Linked DNA regions of Mus musculus: regions 1, 3 and 4 are each linked to region 2. Evidence: chromatin contacts called from public promoter capture Hi-C data. All regions are on one chromosome and are shown on one strand. Each heading gives the region's core, a stretch centred on a gene start, on an enhancer-like site or on the middle of the called end of the contact. The rest is flanking DNA. Distances are from core to core; before and after follow the strand shown.

Region 1 (6,732 bases), core at 283-2,782, 870 kb after region 2:
AGCAGCAGTTGTCCAAACAAGTGGCTCGAAAACTCCTCTCTTGGTTCATTCATTCATGAGTTCAATAGCCACCACATTCTAAGCTAAGTGCTTGGGAATAACCCATTTAAAGACAAAGCCACTGTCCGACCTACTGTGGAGAGCAGAAAAGACACCCTTTAGGAAGTGCTTAAAGGCAAGTAAGAGAAAAGAGGACAGCTTCACAGCTTACATTGCCTTCCTTAAGCAGTGACTGGAGGGAGCTGGCTCGAGATCTGGTGAATCAGCACACAGACAGAATGTTTTTATGTTCTATGAGCAGACTGCTGGGTACTGCATTTTCTTCCCACCCCCATGCTTGTCACTCTTGACTGTAAGATGAGGGTTACAGTGTCTGGCTTTGAAGTCTACATTCACAACAACAAAATGGGAAGGGGAAACTCCAGAGGTTCTCTTGTTTTATCTGGAAAAAACAAAACAAAACAAAACAGATTTGAAAGTCAGGAAACAAGATATCTTTCCAGATGTGTTTCAGAGGGTTGCCCCTTATGTCACAGTGTTAGACTGGTGCCACCTGGACACACTTGTCTGTAATGGAGCCCCACCATGCAAGCTAGGCAGGTACTTTACAACTGATTATATCCCAAGTCCTTATAGGGAAGTGTTCTAACCCCTGGTGTTAGGGGAAAGGAGAAAGGAGGAAGCAGCTGGAAGTGGCTTAGCTCCAGCTAACAGAGGCCTGTGCAGTATGAATTCCTGTAGGTCCTCATAGCCTGCAGCAATTTGAAGACAAATAGTCTATTTATTCATTTAGGAGAGACTTGCAGGCTTTCTTCAGGCTATACCTCAAAGACATAATAGTTAATAAGGCAGATTTAACCCCTGCTTTCAAAATACTGAAGGCCCAGAAGAGAAGACAGCACAGGTCAATAAAAATAATTATAATAAACCATGATGACTTGCTGTAATGATTCTCTAGGATTGAACCCCAGAGTCAGTCACAGCAGACTAATCTGCAGCTTGGAAACACAGGGGATATTATTAACTAGACCTAGGAATTTGAAAACATGATACACCCACCTATTCATGTAACAACTGACTCCCTAATGTGTTTCAAGGGTATGCTTCAATCCGTGTTACAATTAGGCTCATTTTCGCTTCTAGGAGTTGGTTTTAGGGGATGATTTTCATGTCCAACTAGTACCTCCCAGCTCTACCCTTATGCTAATAACTCAAGCACTGACAAGGGGAATCACAGTATCCCAAGCTGAGGCTATGATCTTCTCCTGGTCTAACTCCAGCTCCTTGCTCTACCTCTCCGTAGACCAGAGTATATGGCTAGGTGGTGAGTGTGGCTGAGGGCCAGCACAGGAGCCTGAAGCTGTCGCTCAGCATACATGGGTAACATTTCAACACACTGGGGCTTGTGGGAAAATCAGACAGCAAAGCTGAAGCCCTGAGAAAAAACCATCAATGGATTCCACCAGGCCCAAACAACGCTGGTCCACTGTGGCAACATAAAAGGCCAGCATCCTGGCCGTGAGTAATGTGCTCTTGGCAGCTGTTAAAAGGGCCTAAAACCCCACTGGCTCCCAGATCCAGTGGGGCAGGCCAGGTGCAGGCTGACAGGAGAGCTCTGTTGATTCTAAAGGCCAGAGATGTTATTTTGAGGTTTGACTGTTTATGTCTCATTACTGCTAATTTCCATGAGTTTGCAGGCCATTTTCTGACACCCCCAGGCCGTGGTGGAGAACTCCGTGTACACATGAAGGCTATTCACTAACCTACCTCCCCAACCCCCCAGTTTTTTGTTTGATGAGAGCCATTTCTGGGAACACAACAATCTTCATGTGGAAATTTCTTAAGCAATTTTAGCTTGGGTTTGTGGGTACCTCTCTGAAGTCACTTCTGGGTATGAGTGGAGCTGGCCTGGGACACATTTAAACCCTGTTTACCTTCTAATTCTCTTCCTCTCGGAATGGTAAGTATTAAGATAGTGATCTGGGCAAATACATAGAAGTGTTAGCTTGCTGTTATAGTTAGAACATTCAATGGAGAAAATTCAAATTCAACTGAAAAGTCAGGAAGGGGGCGGGGAAGTAAAAGAAGTAAAAAGTTACACACAGGATCATATGTTATAAGCAATGAACAGGAGAGACAGGGCTCTTTCCCTCAGACTTCTTTGTCCCCACAGTGTCCTTCTCTGAGGGCCTCAAGCCTCCTGGTTCCTCATCCCTCTCCAAGCCTACCTTCTTTTGTTTTTAATAAAAACATTCCTAGTTTTTATTTATGTGGAAAATTCTGAACATATTCAAAGTACACAGAGCATACATGCATCTGCCTCCCTGTTCCAGTTTCATTACTATTTATCCTGTGAGTGTGAGTGTGCGCATGTGTGCACATGTGCCTATGTTTTTTAAATTACATGGTCATGTTTATTTCTCACCTAGTACGAATCTTTACCATGCCATTACTTAGAAAGTGCAACAGAGACCTTAGTCTGACTGTTTAATTTGAGATCCCCAGAGTGTGAAGTGTTGACCTTAGTGTTTATTGGATGTATAATAATTAAGAGTGGTATTCAGAGGGCATAGGGAAAGCAAGCGGGCTCATCTCTGGTAGAGACTGACTCCACATAGCTTGCCTCTTGCCTTCTTTTTTTATATGTTTGCATCTTTCCCAGCAGGTTTACAACAAAGTTGGCAGCTGAAGTTTTTATACTTCATTTAATTATTCATTAAAATTTTAATCACTTTATTTACTTATTCATCTCCTGTGTGTGTGTGTGTGTGTGTGTGTGTGTGTGTGTGTGTGTGTGTGTGTACTTTTGTGTCAGGTGGAGGTCTGAGGTAGCTTGCAGGAGGGAGTCAGTTTTCTTCTTCTACATTGTGGGTCCTGAGCATGAACCACAGGTAGTCACGCTTAGTGAAACATTCTTAGCTAGTTTAGCTGCCCCACGTGCTGTATTTTGAAGAAACTTCCATACTTGAGCTTTCTCGGGCTTATTAATGCCACAACAGTTGGGGGAATGCCTTTAAACAGTGAGGAAGCCCTGTGGAGCCGCTGCTCTGAACAGGAACTCAATATACAGCCGAGGGTCTCTGAAATGGGAACAGAAGTCATTTGCTCTCCAGCCTCAGACTCTGAAAATGCTGCCGAAGGTAAGAGAATGGACAAAAGACCCTTTAAGTGTGGGATAGCCATAGGTAGGAAGGAAGAGTGGGTAGTAGGGTGTATAGAAGAGCTGGATTGATGTTCACAGATGGGTGCTCTCTCAGTGGGTGTCTGGTGATACAAGAGTGATGGATACACCCATTGGAGGACAACTTTTATAAGACTCAGATTTTAAAATTACACACACATAGTCAGTATTAATAAATTTTTTTTGCATTTCACAAAATTTACTCAAATAATAAAATAATTAACATTCAAGTAGCTTCCAAGAATAAGGAAGTAAATTTGTCAGTTTGCACACTCACTTTGAGTGCATCGGCCTTGCCTTGGGGGGTGGGTACTTCTTCACTTCTGCGGGGAAGTCAAACCTCAGAGAGAGAGAGAGTTTAAGGGTCTGTCACTTATCCATCAAGGCTGCAGTCCAAAGTCAGGAACTTGGTGTCACATAACACATAAATGAGACAGTGCTGGATGAAAACAGATTCATCTCCTAGTGTTCAGGAATGTTCTGTCACCCCTGGCCACTGCGCCTCGTCTTATCTGTCTTTAAGGCACTTGCTCAGTCTATCAGCGCCTTTAGCTCTCCAATGCCCCCAAGCATACACTGCTGGTTCCACCAGCCTGTGTGGAGAACTCACAGTTAGAAATCCATTCTTCTTAAAGAGCCATGAGGACAGTTTGAAAGGATGAAATACAACCCGATATAATTAACACGTCAATAGTGGCAACATGAAACCCACAGTTGAGCAATTTGGGCCTGTGCAAGCAAACAGATGAGATAATTTGAAGCTCCTTGCTGTGTGAGTAGGGTGTGTGTGTGTGTACCTGTATGAGTGTGCTTACGCATAGCCAAACCTACAGATCTTTCTTTAAGTTTTACTTATATTTTGTTTGTTTGTTTGTTTATTATTTGTTTGTATGTGTGTGTTTGCTCATGTGTGCCATGGTGCACATGCAGAGGTCACAGCATAACTTGGGGAAATGTCCTGCTATATGGGGCCTGGTGATCCAACCCAGGCCATCATGCAAGAGCCCTTACCTGAGGACAGTCTCCCCCATAGATAACTTAGTGCATCTGTTTTTAATTGGCTTCACTGAGCAGTCAAGCACTAAAACAGTTTTAACCTAAATGTATCAAATCATTGTAAAGACATTTGGATGGCTAGAAACTGAAGAAACAGAATTTCTAGGCATTCTAGCCTACTGAATTCAGTTGTGTTTGGAGTAGTGTGCTGTGGCTCAACGCTTTCTCAGCTGAGCCTTGCCCTCAACCCTGGGCTTCTGGTGGTTAGAATGCAGAGGCCCGAGGCCTGTCTGGAGAGAGGGACCCCGGTGCCTCAGCCTGTGGACTCTAAAGCCCTTCACTGCCCTGGAAGACTGTCTCTAGTCATGGATTCTTTGTTCCCAAGCAGAGATAGGAATTTTTGCCTGTTGTGGAGGGATCTTCCCTTGGGTTTGGTCACATGGAGGTGTGGAAAGGGATTTAGTTTTATGTCTGAGTGAGTGAGTGAATGTGGGGCAAACGTTTTGAACCCAAATGGCTGTGTGAAATGTCCTTACCTGGCGTCCCCTCTCCTTGGCAGTGTGCAGGAGCTTGTGAATACCTTGTCCCAAGCAGGCTGGGCACAGGCCAAGAGTCTTGCATAGCACGTGTGGGTGTTGAATCAACAATTCTGCTTATGACTCTCCAGGGACTCTTCTTTGAAGATTATGCAACTCTGGCTAAGAGTATGGCTTTGCCTTACTGCTTTACAGACTGGATTAACTTCGTGAAAACAAACAACAGCTTCTCTCCTCCCATTTAGGCAATTTACATTTTTTTTTCTTCTGTTTCTGACGAAATGATGTGAAGGAAGAGAGAATTCTACTGGGCACACTTTTCTGATTTTGTTGCAATTTGCAAAGCACGTTCACCATGTGGCTATAGAAGAAGCTTAAACTAACACATTTTTAAAGAAATCAAGCTCTCAGTATATGTGAAAGTTTCAGTATATAAGACATTCCTGGGTGTTAGCGATGGCCCAGCAGGTTAAACTGCCTGCCCTGAAGCCTGAGGCACTGGGTCTAGATCCCGACATCCACTCACGCTGGGTGTGCCATCCACGCTGGGTGTGCCTGGCTGGGATGCGCAGAGTTCTGGGACATGCTGGCCAGTCTAGCCAAGTCTGTGAGTTCCAGATCAGGGAGAGATCCTGTCTGAAAAAATAAAGTGAAGAAGAGACTGACAAAGACATTTGACGCACGAATGCATGCACAATGTTAAAAAAAAAAAGATAAAAGTTTGATGATAAAATAATCTGGAACATTATTAAATTTTGCCAATGATTCTCCTGGATCCCTTACTTTTTAATTTTTGGGTATTAAAATAGGCTGTGTCATGTCTTTATTTTTTTTTTTTTCAGTTTACCTGATTACTTAATATAATAGAATGTTCTACTCTTTGTTTATTTCAGTGTTGCAAATTGTTAACTGGTATTAGTTACCTTTCTATTTATTGGAGAATGTAGTTGTTTTCTTAACAATGTGCAAAAAATCCCTTTCCCATAAAGGTAAATAAATAAACTTGTTTATTTGATTAGTGGCTTTTTGTTTCTTTGGCTTTTGGTTCTGGGGACTGAAGCCAGTTGGTGTGTCACACATACTAAGCACAAGCTTTAGCACTGAGCTATATCCGGCCAGATTTTAACTAATTAAGCATCTACTGATGATAAGCTCAGAAGATGTGGGGTTGAGTAAAGTAAGCATGGTCTGGGCTCTCACAGAGCTTATATTTCTGGAAAGGCTAAAGATTAAACTATCTGTAAGTGTTAGGAAAGTGCAGAACAGAGAAAGAAAGGGCAACATCATAAAATAATTTAAATCAGAAGTTAGGAAAAGTTCTCTTGGTAAGAAAGTGCCATTTGGGCCCAGTGCTGAAAGGTGAGGCGGGAGAAGCTTACAGAAGTGATCAAAACCACTTACCCAGACAGAGAAGGACGTTTGAACAAAGATGCCCAGGCAGGAGGAGTGCAAGACAAGTCTGTCTAGGACACAGTGAACAGCAGAGATGCTGACAGAGAGTCCTGGAGAAGGGGGCGGGGCTACGTGGGGGAGGGGTGTGGCAGTTGCTCTGCTGCAAAAGGTGAGCCAGCAGTGATTGAAAAGCTTTGAGTTTTGCGCTTACATTCATTCATATTTTTAAATAACATTTTTAAAGATTTATTTTATTCTTATGTCTATGTGTGTGTATATTTCTGCGTGTTTATGAGCATTGAGTGTTGGAGCTCACAGAGGCCAGAAGAACCCATCCGATTCTGATACCCTGGAGCTGGGAGCTGTTTTCAGGAGTATAAGCACCCTACCCACTGTACCATCTCTTTAGCCTCAGACTGAGTCAGACTCTAACTTTATCTATTATCGTTCTGTCAAAGTGAGCAAACCATTTTATCTCCTCAAGCCGAAGTTCCCTTATGTGTAAAATAAGTTAATAATTTCAGAGTTGTGAGGCTTAAAGTGAGCATCTCTGAAAGTGCTTTTGTGTAAAATTAAAACACAATGCCTTGATACTGTATTTTAAATGTTCTCTGGTTTCTGTGTAAA
Region 2 (6,335 bases), core at 2-2,501:
GTAGAACTGGCTGAATCCAGTATTTACCTGAATGTGGGGTTTGGAGGGAAAGTTCTAGGGGGAAACTTTGAGTTACTCGGAAGATGTATCATTTAACGGTCATAAGATTTATGTTCCAAAAATAATTTATGTCCCCCCCCAAAATCTGTGTTTTAGTTGAGATAGGTTCTCAAGTAGCCCAGGCTGGCCTTAAACTTCTGATCCCCCTGCCTCCACCTTCCTAGTACAGATTTTGCAGGTCTTTGCCCCAACCCCGGTCAGAAGATGAAGCTCAAAGATCCTGTCTGGGAATGGGTATGATTTGGGTGTGGAGTGATAGGGTGGGGTATAGCTCCTGTTAGACATTTGCATTGGAAGTACTGCTGGGAAGGGGCAAGCAGTTAGCTTTGGGGTTTATTTGGTACCACTGAGGAAATTCAGAACTACAGAATGGGATAAGTTTTATAAAACAATTAGGAAGCAGTATTTCCAATGCAAATGTCTAACAGGAGCTATACCCCACCCTATCACTCCACACCCAAGTCATACCCATTCCCAGACAGGGACTTTGAGCTTCATTTTCTGGCCAGGGTTGGGGCAAAGACCTGCAAAACCTGTACAAGCAACGTGGAGGCAGGAGGATCAGAAGTTCAGGGCCAGCCTGGGCTACATGAGAACCTATCTCAACTAAAACACAAATTTGGGGGGGGGGACATAAATTATTTTTGGGACATAAATATTTTTAGTATTTAGAATAATTGTGTTTAAATTTTTATCTTTTCTATTTAAATAAATTCTTTTTTGTTTGTTTGTTTGTGGTTTTGCTTTACTGTAGCTCAGGCTGGCTTTAAACTCTTAGTAACTGAGAACAAGCTGTAACTCTATTCTCCTGCCTTCTTTTGTTAACTGTTAGGATTGCAGGTGTGTGCCACAGTACACAGGGCTCTGTTTTCCTAACTCCTTTCCTGAACACACATTTTAGGGTAACTGTAATCTGTGGTCCCCAGTTCGGGTAATTCCTAGTGGTCAGCGTTTATGAAAAACCTTTTGCTACAGGCGTCTGACCTAAGGAAACTGAGGCCTGGCTCTGCGGTCCTTCGCTGTGGGAGGATCTGCTCCCCCCGCCCCCGCAACAGCCCTTCCCCACCAGGAGCCGTGCGATCTCCACAGTAACGGCCGCTCCCCAGCCGCCACCCCTGGCCCAGGCGCCTCTGCTTTGTCCAGCTCTATGGCAACAGCGGGCAGCCCCAGGCCGCGTGCCGTGGGGCGGCAGTCGCTCCCCAGACAGCGGGGCCGGGCAGCTGGGTTCCCCCGACAGGATGCCGGAGAAGCGGCTCTCGGCGGGTAGGTGGGCCCCGGCGCCCTGCCGCAGTGCTCGGGCACCCGGACCGCGCTCGACCCCAGCCCCAAGCCTCCAGCCCAAGCCCGGGTCCCCAGCCCCAGCTCCCTGCCTTTTATACGAACCCCCAGGGCAGTCGCTATTACCTTGTGCGCTAACCACGCTAAGCTCTCCTTTTGCAAATGGGGGCCTTAGGTTAGCTCTGGGGTGACAGTGGGTCCCAAGCCAAAGTCCAAAGGTCTTTCCTCCCCACCTTCACCTGGAATCCTACCTTAAAATGTAATCCATGTGCGGATAATGAACATTTTACTGAGCTCACCCGGGATATATGTATATACAGTAGCGCCAGGGGCTGTCGCAGATGATTTCAGTTAGTCTAAAAGGAAGATCTGAGTACGAAAAGGTAACGTTTTGTCTCCTTCCAGAGCCGCCAGAAGTTACAGAAGAAGAGTTTGTGAGTACACAGTGGCGAGAACGGGTCTTTTTTTTTACATTCTCTTCGGGCTAAAGCTTTCTTCTGTAAAAGACCTCATGTAGTTTCTCCGTACCCTTGCTGTCCCTATGGGGGCAGGCCGGCTGTCTCCATGGCTTTGTTGTGATGTGCAGGGCAGCTCCTGGTTGCAGTAAACATTAGTAGGTAAAGTTGCTCACCCCAGCATTAGAGATGGGAAAGAAGGGCTGGGAGTCGGGGTCATCCTTTGTGACATAGCAAATTCAAGGCTATGTGAGATCCTGTCTTAAAAAATACCAGCCCTCCCTCACCTCCACCCCCATGGTAGCACTCAGGTCTTTAAACTCCAGCAGAGGCAGGAGGATTTCTCTGAGTTTGAGGCCAGCCTGGTCTACAGAGCAAGTTCCAGGACCGCCAGGGCTATACAGAAAAACCCTGTCTCAACAACAACAACACCACCCAGTCAATCAATAAATAATAAAATAACAAAGCCAAAAAACCCAAAACTAATCAACCAAACAACCAAAACAGACAAACACAAAAACAGCAACAGAAACCAGTCATCTATTTGTAAGTGTTTAAATTGTTTTCTAGACATTGTTCTCAGGTCAGAATTTTGGAGAAATTGAGCATACTAAATATTTGCCAAATCTATTTATCATTTGGGAGAGTGCTGTCTTTAGAGACTCTTCTAGAAAGCATATTGCTTACACGAGGAGCTTGCCCCAGGGCACAGACAGACACAGAGGCAACCCTTTTTCCTACCACCGTTGAGGCTGGAGCTCAAAGCGCGTCCAGTATTTACTAATGTGAATACTCTAGCACCCACTTCTCTTGTTGACTGATTATCCTATTTACTTTTGGCTTTTCATTCAACAAACATGAGTGACTGTGTATTCAAAGTATTGTCCTAAATACTGGGTCTAAGTCTCAAAAACGTTAACAGTCTAGCTGGGGCTAACATAAGAGAGAAGGCTAAGTCAGCAGATAGTAGGAGTAGTAGGAGGTGGGAGCAGGAGGAGGAGGGGTGGGGGAGAAAAGAGAAACTTCTATGTACACTAACATACAGGTACACACAGCACATCAGAAATGCTTCCATATATTGGCCGAACCCCGTTTAACGGGAAATTAAGTTATTCCATCACTCAGCCTCAGTGCTTCACGCAGGAGGGCATCTGAGCCAGCTCCTCCTCTTCTGTGCCATCCAGCCTGGGCGTCTTATGAGTACTTAGCATTTGAGTGATTGTGCTCAACTTGTCCTCCTTCCCTGGGCACCCGCTGAGTTCCAGGCCTTGATCCCAGTCTTCTTTTCCCTTCCCAGCTTCTCTCCCCACTCCTGTGAGGTATTGATCTTTGGGACTCTGCTCTCCAGAAGTTTGTGGGTGAGCTCTTCCTTCGCCCCTGTAGCTCTACCCTTCCCCATCTCTTGAGAATCCCAAGTCCATATGCCATCCCCACATCTGCTCTCGGTGTTGCTAGGACGTAACCTGTGCGGCCCGCAACTTGCTATGTGTGCAACCCCGCATCACTTCAGACTTTGTATCTAGATGCTTCAATGCTGTGTGGATTGCAGATTCCTGTACCATGTCTGTGTCCAGACAACACATTTGATGCTTCTACATAATCTGGTGAGCTATCAGGTGTCCCTGTGTCACCTCTTCAGAATCCTCACCTGTGCTCTCCAGCCCCCGATTCTGCCTTTCCACTGTTTTCTTGTGTTTTGGTGAGTGGCACACTCCTGTTCAGTTGTCCATGCTGCCTTCCTTCCTCCCTCCCTCCCTCCCTAGCCATGTCTGTCTCCATATCATGGACCTTGGACCTGCGGTTCTATTTCTGGCTTCATCGCCAGGCACAGAGTTTGGCTATAGTCTTAAGTGATACCAATTCGATATTCCTTCTCTCAGTTGACACTCTTCTCTGTCTAAAGCATCAGATGCAAACTGTGTGCAGCGGCTGTCCTGGAGTCTCCCATGGCTGTCGTATTGCTGTTAGCTCTTTCCAAAACGTCTTACTCCACTGTAAGAAACTTGATGAATAGCTAGTATTGCCGAATGCTGGCCACAGACTGATGTTTAACCCCAGGACAGCCCTCTGAGGTAGTGGCTATTTCCCACATTTCATAGCTGAGGAGGCCAAAGTTCATAGAAGTAAGATACTTACTATGATACTAAGATACTTCTATGGCCACTTATCTAGTGACCCATGGAGCCCTTCAAAGGCTCGGTCTTCCTTAATCTGCCCGCCCTACCTTGTTCTCTAGGATACATATTCCTTCACCCTGCTGTGAACTTGCAAACACTTCCCCACGCTCTGCTCTGGCCAAGCCTTCTGCCTCCTTTGCTGTCAGTTGTGTTGGGTCACCCTTCCTCACCCGTGTCACAAGCTGGCACATTGCTTCCGTCCCAGGTCATCTGCACAAAACCCTTCCCAAACCCAACGTCATGCAGACTGTCGGCACTGGGCAGCTTCCCATGGGGACCAGTTTGTGACCAGATCCTCAGATTCACACGCTCAACCAAGTGTTGGCTGACTACTTAAATGATTAACCTTCCTCAAACATATGCTTGGCTTTGGTTCTCCAATGTGTGTTGGTGTTCTTATCAATAAACGACACATTCTTAGAAAAAGATCCTAGCTACTCTACTATCCAGAGTAAAGCCCAGCCTTTCTGCCTCTCCTGCAGGCAAGTGCTGTCATGTGGCCGGGTCCTGGTGAGAGGCATGAGTAGGAAGGCTGGGCCCTGGGCCCTACTTCTGGAAAGCTGATGTTTCCAGTGGTCGGGTAGCTGACCTTCCATCACAGGCTTGTTCTTGGAAGCTGGGTACTGAGATTCTAAAGTTCGTGTACGTCTAGAAGGGAAGAGTAACCAGTTTTCTTCCTCTCGCTGGGACAATGATGGGGTGCTGGAGCAGAAGCAACCATCTTGGATCCTGAGGAGGCGTCCTAGGATAAGAGAATCATGATCGAAGGGAACCCTGATGGCAGCCTGGACGCTGCTCAGGGTTACACAGGCAAAAAAAACTTTGTATTTCATTTAAGAAGCAGTGTTTTCGGTGTTCCTGTGTTTATAATAATTTTCTTCATATTTTCTCAATCAGTAATCTAAAACTACACTGTTATTATGGATGTCACAAAGGATCTTAACCTTCACACAGGGTCTTCGTTTTCAAAGCATAGAGTAACTCATTTGGAATCAGCCACTTGTCTGCCAGGGACGCTGTGTTTATGTAAATTTCTGCTTTTAGGTGAGAGGCTTATTTTGGGGGCAGGGTCTTGCTTGTATGTGGACCTGGCTAGCTTGGAACTCTATGTAGACTATACTTTCCTTGGCGTGGTATAAAGTAGGCTGATCCTCCTGCCTCTGCCTCATGCATGCTGGGTTACAAGCATGAGTCATTATGCCCAGCTATTTAAACGTTTTATGTATAAAAGTTGAACTTTTTGGTTCTGGGACTCCGCCGAACTTAGGAAATTAGTCTGAACAGGTGAGAGGGTGCACCACAGAACCGGACAGCTTCTGGGACAGGCGGAGCCACAGAGCCACTGAGGCAGCACTCTTTTCAGGCCGCAGACAGCCGGCCACCGTCCCGACCAGAGGACAGGTGTCCGCCTGGCTCAGAAGGCCTCAGCCTCAGGAGCAGCGGGCGCCACCTTGGTTCCCGGACTCCACTGAACTTAGGAACTTTGTCTGTATAGGTGAGAGTGTGCACCACAGAAGCTGAGAGCTTCTGGGACCTGCCAAAGCAACACAGCTTCTGGGAAAGGTCCTGTTTTGGGCCTTCTTCTTCGGTCAGGAGGAGGTCCAAACACAAGATATCTGCGCACCTTCCCTGTAAGAGGAGAGCTTGCCAGCAGAGAGTGCTCTGAGCACTGAAACTCAGAGAAGAGAGTCTGTCTCCCAGGTCTGCTGATAGACGGTAACAGAATCACCAGAAGAACAATCTCTAAACAGAGTCAACTATAACAACTAGCTCCAGAGATTACCAGATGGCGAAAGGTAAACGTAGGAATCTTACTAACAGGAACCAAGACCACTCACCATCATCAGAACCCAGCACTCCCACTTCGCCCAGTCCAGGGCACCCCAACACACCCAAAAACCTAGACCCAGATTTAAAAGCATATCTCATGATGATGGTAGAGGTCATCAAGAAGGACTTTAATAACTCCATTAAAGAAATACAGGAGAACACTGCTAAAGAGTTACAAGTCCTTAAAGAAAAACAGGAAAACACAATCAAACAGGTAGAAGTCCTTACAGAAAAAGAGGAAAACACATCCAAACAGGTGATGGAAATGAACAAAACCATACTAGACCTAAAAAGGGAAGTAGACACAATAAAGAAAACTCAAAGTGAGGCAACACTGGAGATAGAAACCCTAGGAAAGAAATCTGGAACCATAGATTCGAGCATCAGCAACAGAATACAAGAGATGAAAGAGAGAATATCAGGTGCAGAAGATTCCATAGAGAACATCGGCACAACAATCAAAGAAAATGGAAAATGCAAAAAGATCCTAACTCAAAATATCCAGGAAATCCAGGACACAATGAGAAGACCAAAC
Region 3 (6,227 bases), core at 1,488-3,987, 520 kb after region 2:
GGCAAAACAGATGTAAAGAGACACTGTTGTCACTCAGATGGAGATACACTGTTGTCAATCAAATGTACAGAGACACTTCCTTGATGTAACCTCTACATGCTCTAGTTTTCTACTTTTTGTGTACTGAAGCCTCAAATCTCGAGTCATGGATATCTGTAGTTTTAAAATGAACTAATGACTACAGATTCTACCAAAAAAATGAAAAAAAAAGAACTTTATAGAAAAACTATTAAAGTCATTTTCTATTTCATAATTAAGATTTTTCTCTTAAAAGGAAGTGTTGGAACCCAAGTCCTTCTGAATGATTGTTTCTCTTTTTCCTAAATGAAATGAAAGAGCTGTCTAATAAGAGCAACATTAACCACAGGAAGTAAGTTCTACTCCCAAGGGTTTAGTGTTATTTACTTCAGAGGCACAATACTGCTTTTATTGTCACTACTTCTGATTCCTTCCACTATTGTTCTTAAAAAGATGTAACATCACATGTGTTTAATGTGGCAAGCAAGCAATGGCATAAACCTCAACTATAATTCTAGTTTCAAAGAACACACAGCTCTCAAACAAAGGAAGCATGCAGAGGCTACATCAGTTTTCAGTTGGAGTTCAGCTGAAACACTGAGGATTAAAAATCATAAAATTAAAATGTGTATAATTAAAATGTGTATAACTAAGAAGTACAACTATTCTAAATATCCCATAGAGTAACTGAAACTCTCATTTTCTGCTGGTAAGAACAGAAGATTTAAAACGAGTTTGGTAGTTTTGAATATATATATATATATCTCCTTATCCAGCCAATTAAAGTAGTTTCCCTAAATAAAAAAAATAAAATAAAAAAAAAAAGCTTATGTCTGCAGAAACATAAACAGAAATATTTACAGCATACTGTACATCTGGAAAAGTCCTAAATGTTTAACAACAAACACTGAACAAATGAAGGTCAATTATATAGCTAAATGTTAGTAATAATAAGAGAACATATGTAAGACATGAACTAATCTAAAAATGGCTGTGTAGCATGAAGGAAGTTAAACAAAAAACACAACTGTAGAATTCCATCTACACTATGGGGTTTCCAAAGACTATAACTTTTAGGACAGTTTCTATGATGATTTAATGAGTATATATCCCAACCTTATTCAAACTGGGTAACTTAAACACACAGTTTATTGTACACTAAGTATACTTCAGTAAAACTAGATTATGAAAGAAATAAAAAATAAGCATATATTTAGCACCATTCAATGAGCTTTGTGTGGAGACAACTGAATAGCCACGGCAATCTGAGTATGGCATACTGGCTAAATAAATTTTTTTAATTCCTTAAATATTCAAAATATATATTTTTAATTCCTTAAATATTCAGAAATGAAGAAAATCGTATCATTAATGATGGACCCAAAGAGGAAGCTTATCTCTGAGATTTAGAGTATGAAATGGATACCGTCTTAGATCTAGAATAAGCAATTAGTACTCAACAAGAATCTAGCCCATGAAACAGATACCTATTGGGATCTAGTACATGAAATGGATACCCACTCAGATCAAGAATAGGAAATGGATGTCTACTGTGTTCTAGAACAGGAAATGGACACTCACGCTCATGACTTTATCTAACACCTAATCTGTCTATATAAAGATCAAGGAACCAGCTGAGGACAAAAATGCCTGATTTTATAAAAGGAGTAGGTAGGGTACAGAGAAGAAAGAAAGAGTTGCCCAAGTCAGCTATGTACAAACTCTGAGCAACAAGAAAAGAGTAATAAGAAGACAGTTCCCTGTTTAGGAAGAGAAAAGGAATTAATTCCAGAGTTTGAGAAGTGACACAGTACCAGGCTCTTACTCTTAGGTCAAGCCAAGCATCATCACTTTTAAAAATTGTTGTATTTTATTTTGTCTTATCTAGACTATTGTCATGGTGATGGAAAGCCAGGAAACTCTTTGAGAAAAGCTGAATCTGTTCTTTCCTGTTCTATTTTGTAGAACTTAAGGAACCAGGTGCCATCAATGGTGCCTTAAGACAAAAAAGAAATGTTTGTGTCACATATGAATAAATCATTGTATCAGCACTGTAATATACCATCTGAGACAGAGTAGAATCTGAGACCTGAGTGTCGTAAGGTCTGTATCTGCACTTTCAAAGTTCTGCTCCCACAAACGCACAGCACTTGTTCCACAGACCCTCACATTACTGTCTGCCTATATATAGGTATCTGTATCCAAACCTCTCTTGGTTTGTTTTTTTTTTTGTTTTTTGGTTTTTTTTTTTTTTTTTTGGTTTTTCAAGACAGGGTTTCTCTGTGTAGCCCTGGCTGTCCTGGAACTCGCTCTGTAGACCAGGTTGGCCTCGAACTCAGAAATCCACCTGCCTCTGCCTCCCAAGTGCTGGGATTAAAGGCGTGCGCCACCACGCCTGGCCTCAAACCTTGCTTTTTAAGTGGACTTAATTAGTGCTCATTCTAACGGCTTCTTTTTTCTCCTCTGGACACTTTTACTAGATGCAAGATCACATTCAAAGATAAAGAGGGATAGGACAACATCCCACTCCACCCTGCCCCAAGGGACATAATTTAACAGTTTCTTTTACTCTTACAAGGATTTTAAAGCAGCCAATAGCACTAGCATTCTAATAGCAACCTAAGAGATGGTCAGAATTCTCTATAGCACTGCTGGAACACAGTCCAAGCATGGAGTCATGGAGGGGAGTTCTGAGTGCTTGTTTTAACATGAGTCTTTTGACCTCAGTTTCATCAAAAAAACACAGACATTCTTGGAATTCTTGGAATGTGTTTGCCTGATCCTCCCAGGTATAGGGGAGTCTATTTCAGTTGTTTTTTGTTTATATGCCTCTGTAAGAAAACATGTTTTTGCCATGTGTGTCTTGTCCTTGTGATTACACACTTTACTCCGGTGACTCTTCTTAACCCTCAGAGTATAAACTGCCTGATGCTCTGAATAAACTTGGCTGCTGCATGATACTGTAGTAGTCAGCCTCATTTTTAGTCCCTGCTCTCCCAGGTTCACGCAGCCAACTAGCGTGGTAAAAAACAACACTATGAAACCAAATTATATAGCATATAACAGAAAGAAGTAGAGAGAGTATCCACAGCATGATTTTGTGCATAAAGAAACTTGCAACCAAGACCGATAACCTGAATTTCATTTTCAATACCCACATGCTTAAAGGACAGAAATAACTCCTATAAACACCTCAATAAATAGACAGATGATAGATAGATAGATGATGATAAATAGACAGATGGTTGATAGATAAATAGATAGATAGATAGATAGATAGATAGATAGATAGATAGATAGATCATGTATGGATGGATGGGTGAATGTTTAAAAAGAGGCAGGTGGGGAGAGCTGCATTGTACTGGAAAGGAACTTCTATAATATGGAATGATAGTGGAAATTAATTTTTTTAAATACTTCAAAATCTGGCCTGGTTGATAACTATTAAAGCTGGAATAGATATATGTACTATGAATTTATGACCATTGGCCGATCAGATTCAATAATATGCTACAGGAGATTATTTTTAAAATAGGATTCAACATTGACTATGTGGAAAATATACAATAGTATATTTGAAGTTAAAAATGTAAATTTTATGATAATTAATGATGTACACAAAACCAGGTGATATGAATTCATAGTAATTGTAATGAGGCAGAATACAACGTGACTGGCATATCACAGCTGAAATGTTATGGAAGTGGCAACTTTTAATAAGTGTTCTCTTTAGGTGTAAATGAGCAAGATTTGAAAGGGGGCTCTGAGAATCTGATTAAAAATTATATTTGGTCACTTAAGTACATCCTCCAGCCCAACAATAAAAGAAATAGTTCCTCAGAATTTCAAACCAGCACATCTATAACTGATTTTATTCCACCAGCCAAAAGATGAATTTATATATTCATCAATACAATTCTTACTATAAAACTTGATAGAATTTTAAAGCCATTCTTCATCTAATCATCGCAATGTTGATGGCAAGGTTTAAGGACAAAAAGGTAGGGTATTTAAAGGAAGAGAAGTCTTTTAATAAAACAAATAAACATTAAAAAAAATTTAGCATTTAGAATGAAGTGTACCAACCTGGGGATTAGAGCATTTTATCTCTAATGACTCTAAGTCAACATGAAGACAGACAACAAATGAATGCCTTCCATCGGGTCCCACAGGAAGCAGCTTTTGAGATGTGACTGCTAGAGTAGAGGTACATCCCATAGGCTCCACAAGGGAAAGAGTCACTTGCTTTCCAAGAAGGGTATATATGCTGAAATGATGCAAGCTTATGGTCCAAGGAAATGCATCACCTATAAGGGAACAAAACAGAAAAATGAGACCAACAAAATTACACAATTAATGAATACAAATAAAAAATTATTTAAAATTTCAATCTGAAATATAGCACAACATAACAAAGGTAGGATCTCAGAGACTAAGGTAGTAAATGATTTACATGCTACTTAAATAATTTAACTTTAGTATTTGTAGTTACTATAATATACTTCTATACTTTTCATACATTGTAAGCATAAGAAGAAACCTGGCTATGAAATGAGAGAGGAGAATAATATGGATGTTTTTGTGTGGTGGCAACTCACACCAGAATTAATGGTGATGGAGCATGCTAATGAATCAGGCTTCTGGTGCTATGTTAGAAGTACTTAGTCAGAAATTCTGTGGATGGAAATCAGGCATATTTCTACATATTCCTTGTGTGGCTCTCAAAGCACATGAGATATATTTTAAAGGATGCAGGCTTGACTAAAAATTTAGCATTCATAAATATCATAACTGAAAGAAAAATATTTCTTTTACTGTTCTAGTAATTTATCTAATGTGCAATGTATTTATAAGTAGAAGCATAGACTATATAACATCTTAGAATTTTATACTGTATTATAGGTAAAGTAGACGGATATAATTCCAATTGGAATATTGAAAATTCATTATTCTGGTATATATAGATATAGATATAGATATAGATATAGATATAGATATATACACACACATATATATATTTGTAATTACTATATATACTTCTATACCTTTCATACATTATAAGCATAAGAAGAATGTTAAATACAAGAAATAAAAACAGAAATAGAAGTCCTAACACCCTCTTTGCCACTATAGTAGATAGTAAATGTTCCATATATATATATATATATGGAACATTTACTATCTACTATATATATATATATATATATATATATAATAAATAGTGGATATATAGTGAAAAATAGTGGATATTCATACATAGTGGATATTAATGTTCCATCAAATACCATATACATATATGATAAATGTGAACATTCAAAATATCTAAACCAGGAAACTCTGAAATTGGGAGTTTAGGTAATATAATAAATACAGGTAGAGGGTAGTTGGTAACTTGGCTAGAAACAATAATTTCATAGTAGGACATGGTCCGCCCTGCACACCTTGCCTGTTCCAGATATAATATTTTCCTACTAAGGAAAAAAATGAGTACTTTAAATCATCTGTAACTGATTTTAAACTAATTTTTAAACCTGTATCAAATTCTATGCTGTTTACAAAATTAAACCTCTGCCACCATCATCTCCTGTACTTGGAATGATTTCAGATTCTCACTTTAAATAAATAGGTATATTTGTATGTGTTTCCAAACTTTATTCTAACAAATACTAAGTGATGATTATGGAACAAGATCACATTTAAATTTGTTAAAAACGTCACAGTTGACACTGGCACTCTTAGAAAAAATTCCCAACATGCATGCGAGGAAACATGAGAGACTACCTAGTAGGATGTCTTTAGCCTGCTGGGAACTCTGGCCTTTGTTCCTTCCCTGTGAGTGCTCAGGCCCTGCCTTGTACTTTCAGTCTACAAACAAACAAGGCCCAAACATGCAAAGAGTGAGTTAAACTGAACCTTGAGGATCACTGGTATCTACCCCCAAAACGAACATTTAAGTTATAGCTATCATCATACTCTATATTGAGTAACTGTACACATTCTCCAAGGATTAGAAAAAAAAGTAAGTATGTCCACTCTCTATAGGACACTTGAAGAGTTCTAGCAAATATACTAAGGAACTCAAAAATAAAATAGTATTAATGCCATCTACAAGGGAAAGAAATACATGTGTATGGTATTCTTTCACAAGAGTATATGCACACCTCCATGGTCATAAAAGCACAGCAAAGGCAAGAACTGTTACCACTGCA
Region 4 (6,487 bases), core at 3,406-5,905, 880 kb after region 2:
AAGATACAATTTGCAAAACACATGAAACTCAAGAAGAAGGAAGACCAAAGTGTGGATACTTGGATCCTTCTTAGAAGGGGGAACAAAATACACTTGGAGGGAGTTACAAAGACAAAGTTCGCAGCAGAGCCTGAAGGAATGACCATCCAGAGGCTGCCCCACCCGGAGATCCATACCATAAACAACCACCAAACCCAGATACTATTACAGATGCCAACAAGATTTTGCTGACAGGAGCCTGATATAGCTGTTTCCTGTTAGGCTCTGCCACTGCCTGGCAAATACCAAAGTGGGTGTTCACAGTCATCCATTGGACAGGGAACAGTGTTCCCAATGAAGGAGCTAGTGAAAGTACCCAAGGAGCTAAAGGGGCTGCAGCCCTATAGAAGGAACAACAATATAAACTTGCCAGTACCTCCAGAGCTCCCTGGGACTAAACCACCAATCAAAGAAAATACATGGTGGGAGTTGTGTCTCTAGCTGCATATGAGGCAGAGGATGGCCTAGTCGACCATCAATGGGAGGAGAGGCCCTTGGTCTTGAGAAGATTCTATGCCCCAGTATAGGGGAATGCCAAGGCCAGGAAGCAGGAGTGGGTGGGTTGGAGAGTAGACTTAGTGGGGAGGGGATAGGGGATTTTCAAGGAGGAAACTAGGAAAAGGGAAAACATTTGAAATGTAAATAAATAAAATGTCTAATAAAAAATTAAAAAAGAAAAAGAATAGCACATAGTCTTTGAGGATGTTAGAAATGTGAGTGTGGCCACAGCGTGAACAAAGACCTTGTGTGATGACCATTCTTGGCCCTTGACATGTCTGGGAAGAGGGCAACTCAGGTGAGGAATTGTCTCCATCAGATTGGCCTATGGGCATCCCTGTAGATTATTTTCGTGATTGATGATGGATGTGGGATGCCTTAGCCCTCTGGCTGTGGTGCTGTCCTTAGTCAAGTGGACGTGGGCTGTATAAGAAAGGTAATTAAAGGTGATCCTGGGCACATCAGTGAGCAGTGTTCCTTTGTGATCTCTGCTTCAGCTCCTGCTTCCAGCTTCCTCCCTGTCTGCCCTCAGTAATGGACTGTTGCCCATAAGTGCAAGATGCAATAAAACCCTTCCTCCTTGGGTTGCTTTTGGTGATAGTGTTTATTGCAGCAGCAGAAACCAAGCAAGAGCAGTAAGAGCAATGGGTTGTAATAGTCCAAAAGCCCACATATCAGAGTTTTGGTTTTTAGTTTGATGTTATTGGAAAGCAATAGAACATTTAAGAATCTCCAAATCATAAGATAAGGCATGTTCCACCTCAAACTCCATATCACAGTGAGGCCCTGGCGAAGGCTGGTTAGTCATGGCCAGAGCCTGCAGCACTGAGGGTATACCAATGATTCACCTTTCCTCCTTTTAAGGCAATTCCTCTAATACATGCTACAGTAATGGAAAGTCATCTGGCACAGGACCAAGAAAAAGGTGAGCGTATGGATGGAGAAGCAGTCCCATGAGATTGGCCTGGAGTGGTCAGAAGTAGCCATAGCCCCAGGACCTAGTAAAGGCTCATTCTGAGAGCTATGGCGAGCTGGCTAATAAAGGCTATGTCCGTTTTCTCAGAGTCCCTGGGTTAAAGTCATCTTCCTCCTTCTTCTTCCCAAGAGCTGGGATTACAGGCAAACGCCACTGTGCCAGTCCTCCACTAATGACTTTAACTGGAGGTTGCCATGAACAGATTTTATTTTAGGAAGTCTGGATTGTTATTGAAGTTTAGAGAAGACTAGTAGCCTGAAGACAAGTCAGGGGTCAGCTTCCGTCATCCGTGCAGCAGTTCCTGGTGACCTGACCTGCAGTGATGTTATCATGAAGACAGAGGGACAGAGTAGTAAGATGCACAGGAGGCACAATGCTTGGCTGAATGAAGGGAAGGACGCCTGCTTCTGACCTGAACAGAGATACTCCCTTGTGGAGAATTTTGGGGGTGTGAGGTGTGTGTCCATACACCTAAAATCTCATACATATGCAAACAGCCCCTACCCTGTGTTTACCTGTTTGCACATGGTACAAATGACAAGTTCATTTGCATTTACTTGTTTCATGGAGAGGTCCTTGGGCTGAATGTTTTCAGAGTCCAGAAAAGGACCACAGAGGTTTCCTAGAATTATTCAGTTATTGGCTCTTTTCACCTTGATGATAATTTGAGTCCAATTCTCAGACATTTAGGATATAAAATTTTCTTCCATAAAATTTCCATTCCCTTCGGATCCCATTTTCCATTTTCCACCTCTTGTTTACAGTATGAGGATCTGACAGCTGCAGGTCTCTTAATAGCCTGACATACTGAACTGAAATGGCTTTTATTTACTACTGTTTATACAGAGCACTGGTAACATGTGTATTCACACAGACACACACAGAGACAAAGATACAGAAACACACACACAGACACATACAAAGACACACACACATGGAGACACAGACACACAGAAACACACAGAGACACAAGACATGGAGACACACACAGACACATACAGACACAAACACACAGAGACACAAATACACACACACACACACACACACACACACAGAGAGAGAGAGAGAGAGAGAGAGAGAGAGAGAGAGAGAGAGAGAGAGAGACATACGCTCTAGTTTTGTAAAAGTAAAGTTAAAAATGGTGGTAGCTGTACCCCTAGCTAGTATGGTGGCTGAGGCAGGAGAATTGAAGTGCCCTCCTGTGGCTGTAATTGTTGCCCCAGCCTGACAGAATCACCTGCACAAGTTCTTAACTTGCATTCTCAGCCTTCCCTGGTACATTGCCTAGACCAGGCCCTGGGTTCAATTTGCAGCACAGCAAATAGTTAGAAATGAGAACACTGAGTAAAGCCCTTGGGAGTGGGGCACTAATCCCTGGCTCCACATTTAGAGATGGTTCCAATGTCTCCTGCTGCAGTCCCTGAGCCAACAGCTTTCCCTGCAGCCCCAGAATGTAGATTGAGTCTGGATTTTTACAATTACTATTGCCAAGAGTATCTATAAAGCAAAACAAAGCAGAACAAAACAGCAACAACAAACACATCAGAAAATCAGATTCTCACACATTTGAGTTTACAAACCCAAACCCCTGTGTGTTCTAGAAACCCCCTCGTTGGAATAAAAGGCATTGGTGAATCAGGAAACATAGCTCTCTTTCAAGTGAATCCCTCAGCTACTAGCATTGATAACCACATTCAAGGCCAAAACAATAAAATGGAATCGTTCTTCAATTCAAGGACAAGCACAGTGTCAGGCTTAGTGGTAGTTAGAAGATGGATCTCTACCAAAATAGTGTCTTATCTGTTATATATGTTTTCAGCTAATGGACAGTTGTGAACTATGGCCTAAAGAGTTTCATGTCCCTGGAATTAAAAGAAAACCAAACTTGTTTTAGAGTTGTTGTTTTTTGTTTTTTGTTTTTTTTGATTATTATTTCTCAAGAGACTCCAGTTCCTGCGTCATACACTATGAGTACTGAAGGAGGTAGGCTGTGAATGACAAAATCCAGGTGAAAGTGCCATTTACATGACCCCCAGGAGCTAGTGGAAGGAATCCGTATGCCAAATCCATTTTTTGAAGCCTGATGTCTTTCTAGTCACAGATTGGCAGACTGGTGCATGGTCCTGTTCGTGTTTCCCAAGAGTCTTGCTTGCCGTCACATGAACAAGGTACTTTTCTACAAGAGTAGCCAGTGCTCTTAATCACTGAGATGTTTCTCTAGCCCCTGTATTTGATTTTACTTTTAGGGGTTGGAGGATGCTAGAGTTTGAGCCTAGAGCCTCACACGCGCTAAACATGTTCTCTGCCACTAAGCTACACTCCCAACCTCTTAGCAATTCTTAAAGTGTCATCTAGGGACCAGTAGCCTGTGCATCCCTGGGACACTGGCAAACAATGAACATTCTTGGACTGTCTCCATACTGACTGAGTCAGTCTGTGGAGGTGAGGTCTAGCAGGCTGTGTTTGAACAGCAGCTCAAGCCATTCTGACACATATTAATGTTTAAGGAGCACTCATTCAAATGAAGGGTAGTACATAACCTTGAGTGTAAATAATATTGGACTCCTTGTTATGTTATTCTGTTTCTGGAACAGTCAACTAACTGAACTTTTATCTTTGAAAACAAACCCAAGGACATTAGTGATAAGATGAGATTTGAAATGAGCTGAGCCAGCTAGGCATGTCAAAAGGTTGTCACATTAACAACAACTACAACTACAACAACAAAAAAGCAGGCTTTAAAATATAGTCCCAGGGTTGGGCAAAGAGATTTCTGGGAAATGTAGTCTATTTATTATAGGAATCTCTTGCCAACAAGAGGAGATTGGAGTTCTGGAAACTGTCTCCCTGGAGAGAGATGAAGCTTTCCAGGGCACCCCAAACTTGGCTGCAGACAAGCCACTTCTCCTGTTGCTGGCAACAGGTCTCGGGTGGGAGACCATTGCGTTTCATCTTTGCATGTTTGTTCTGCTTGTTGAACATGGACTTTCAGAGTGTCTTGTTCTGTAATTCAAACCTGAGTTTATAATTAGGTCTGAAAAGGGTTAGTTCCCAGGCAATTCCTTATGAAACTGGTAAGGCAGCTGCCTTTGCTTTGGCTTGTTTTGATGTAATTTATTGGAGAGAGCTGCAGCATTGCTGTTTTAAGTTATACTGGGCAGGCCTCTCTGCTTTGTAACTGGGAGGGGACGAGGGCTGAATTCTGCTCTTGGGAACTTTGGATGGATGAGCGGAAGATGCTGGCACAATCTTGTCTTTCGTTGTTGGAAAGTAAACTCTGAATTAGTCAATGTGTTTAAGCCCACCTGGCTCAAGTTCAGCTGTCTGGCCTGAGGAAAAGGTTTAACCAGCTAAATTACAGAGGCCAGAAGGTCTGCCTAGCAGGACTCAACAGAAAACAATCACTGGTGTGCTAACTCAAAGTTTCCTTTTTCAGATTTCACCGAGACCGGAAACATTCTAGTTAATACACACACATAAAAGTCTCGATAGAGATCTCTCCCCCTCCTTTAGCATCTGAGTGTGTGACACCTGAGCCATAGGTTGTTTGTGGGACTATCGATGCATAGCCCCTGGAACTTTACTCAGTTTGGATTGTTTATACGTTCACTTCTGGTTTTCTTTGGAGAAAAGACTCTGCTGCTCTATAAAGTGTGGGGACTGCTGGCTTAGACAGAGGTGTACAGCCTCATCTGTACTGTGTAAGTCAAGTTACTGATCCTATGAGTCCACAAGACAAACCTCAATCTACGGAGGCACTGAGGCCCAGGATTCTACTTGGTTTTGTGTAAGGGCTCAGACTTCAAATGCTCCCCTAAGCCCATGGTAACCATTACTCTAACTCTCCCTCAGCTTCTGTCCCCTTAAAAGCTTCCCATGACTCTCCTTGTTTCCAAATGCCTGGCACTTAGTCAGATTGCCAAGCATCTGCCTAAAAGACAGAAGATCAGTGGCATTCTCGCCTGCCATTTTGTCCCCAGCTGTGAGGTCTTGTGATCATTGTGTCCAAGGTATGATCTTCTTAGCAGCCTTGTCCAGGATAGAGTCATCTCTGCTGACTTCCTGGCTCTGAAGGCAGAGAAAGAGCTATAAACAGTATTTTCTATTCATTTGTTATGCAGCTCTCTCTCTCTTTCCCTCTCCCCCTCCCTCTCCCTCTCCCCCCACCCCCACACATGTAAAGATCTAACACAAGGCCTTACACACAGGCAAATGTCCTATCGTTGAGCTACACTCCGGCCTCTAGGTTTTTTTTTTCCTTGTGGTTGAATCCTGTTACCTATTTGTTCTTTTAAATTGACACCTTTTTTTATTACTTTGATTCTTTAACAGGGCCTTCAGAAGAAAGAGAGGGCACACATGTGTGCTGAAGGTTGTTTATACTGGCATTTAAAAAAGAATCTTATTATGAAGTCATTATGTATTTATCAGAAGTTGCAAAAGTAGTAGAGAGAATTTTTTGGGAGTGTTAGGGAAATCACCTAACTTTATTGTATTCGGCATAGTATCAAAGTTAGGAAACTGGCACTGATGTGGTTCACAGAGCACTGCAGACTTCAGCAGGCTTTCAGGTGGGTGGGTAAAGTTCCATGCTGTCTGAGCACGTATGGATTATTAGAGCCATCAGTCAGGATGTAGGGCTACTCTATCACAAAAGCCCTTTCACATTCGTGCCCCTGCCTCCCCTCACCCCAAACCTCTAAAACTCTCTAATCTGTTGACTCTATAATTTTGTCATTTTGATACCTTTGCAAATGGAATCACATGATATGTAAATATTTGACAAGGTCTTTGGTTTTTCCTTTGGGTTCTACCTGTGTTGTTTTCTGTATAGGTAGTTTGTTATTCTTGCTGGCTGAGTGGTATTCCATAGTCTTTATTACTGCTTAATGGCTAAGGAGGACCCTTTGAATGGTTTCCAATTTGAAGGAGTTACAGGTATTTACTTTGAATTTGCTTAGAATTTCTAACAGA

Evidence for each region. Promoter capture Hi-C pulls out the DNA fragments that hold promoters and counts their contacts.
Region 1: a promoter capture Hi-C map of hippocampal neurons shows a contact between it and region 2, with 7 times the contacts expected there. The contact joins the enhancer-like site here to the promoter of Rgs22 in region 2. A contact is called at or near these places in 12 of 39 promoter capture datasets (3T3-L1-derived adipocytes, cranial neural crest, frontonasal cranial neural crest and 7 more), 21 of 484 Hi-C or Micro-C datasets (CD8 T cells, DN2 thymocytes, the G1E-ER4 cell line and 14 more), 8 of 115 datasets of contacts at active chromatin or transcription factors (craniofacial prominence, embryonic basal ganglia, embryonic forebrain and 5 more) and 2 of 9 other capture datasets (adipose tissue and embryonic stem cells).
Region 3: a contact with region 2 is called in a promoter capture Hi-C map of embryonic stem cells, with 3 times the contacts expected there. The contact joins the enhancer-like site here to the promoter of Rgs22 in region 2. A contact is called at or near these places in 15 of 39 promoter capture datasets (the 3T3-L1 cell line, 3T3-L1-derived adipocytes, the C10 cell line and 9 more), 1 of 15 datasets of contacts at CTCF or cohesin (large pre-B cells), 1 of 484 Hi-C or Micro-C datasets (embryonic stem cells), 1 of 115 datasets of contacts at active chromatin or transcription factors (extraembryonic endoderm stem cells) and 1 of 9 other capture datasets (embryonic stem cells).
Region 4: a promoter capture Hi-C map of pre-B cells shows a contact between it and region 2, with 5 times the contacts expected there. The contact joins the enhancer-like site here to the promoter of Rgs22 in region 2. A contact is called at or near these places in 13 of 39 promoter capture datasets (the 3T3-L1 cell line, 3T3-L1-derived adipocytes, the C10 cell line and 9 more), 1 of 15 datasets of contacts at CTCF or cohesin (large pre-B cells) and 2 of 115 datasets of contacts at active chromatin or transcription factors (embryonic forebrain and embryonic stem cells).

What each region holds. Positions count from the first base shown.
Region 1 is chr15:35,267,006-35,273,737 of GRCm38.p6, reverse strand. All of the region lies in intron 1 of Gm52178 (a long non-coding RNA gene), which reads left to right. It overlaps Gm33497 (a long non-coding RNA gene), which reads right to left. Exons shown (of 3, transcript XR_875131.2): 3 at 3,435-5,349. Among named protein-coding and RNA genes, the nearest start is that of Gm52178, 26 kb to the left of the region's middle. Within about 2 kb of position 1,532, at least 20 of the 459 cell types and tissues checked have an H3K27ac peak or open chromatin away from gene starts, as enhancers often do.
Region 2 is chr15:36,135,316-36,141,650 of GRCm38.p6, reverse strand. It overlaps Rgs22 (regulator of G-protein signalling 22), which reads left to right and starts at 1,251. Exons shown (of 28, transcript NM_001195748.1): 1 at 1,251-1,323; 2 at 1,744-1,772. The coding sequence starts at 1,299.
Region 3 is chr15:35,615,696-35,621,922 of GRCm38.p6, reverse strand. Vps13b (vacuolar protein sorting 13B) reads right to left here. Exons shown (of 62, transcript NM_177151.4): 24 at 4,105-4,325. Among named protein-coding and RNA genes, the nearest start is that of Mir599, 42 kb to the left of the region's middle. Within about 2 kb of position 2,737, at least 4 of the 459 cell types and tissues checked have an H3K27ac peak or open chromatin away from gene starts, as enhancers often do. A contact at or near this core is called in embryonic stem cells, where this site is marked.
Region 4 is chr15:35,254,014-35,260,500 of GRCm38.p6, reverse strand. All of the region lies in intron 2 of Gm33497 (a long non-coding RNA gene), which reads right to left. The region is part of intron 1 of Gm52178 (a long non-coding RNA gene); the gene reads left to right. Among named protein-coding and RNA genes, the nearest start is that of Gm52178, 39 kb to the left of the region's middle. Within about 2 kb of position 4,655, at least 7 of the 459 cell types and tissues checked have an H3K27ac peak or open chromatin away from gene starts, as enhancers often do.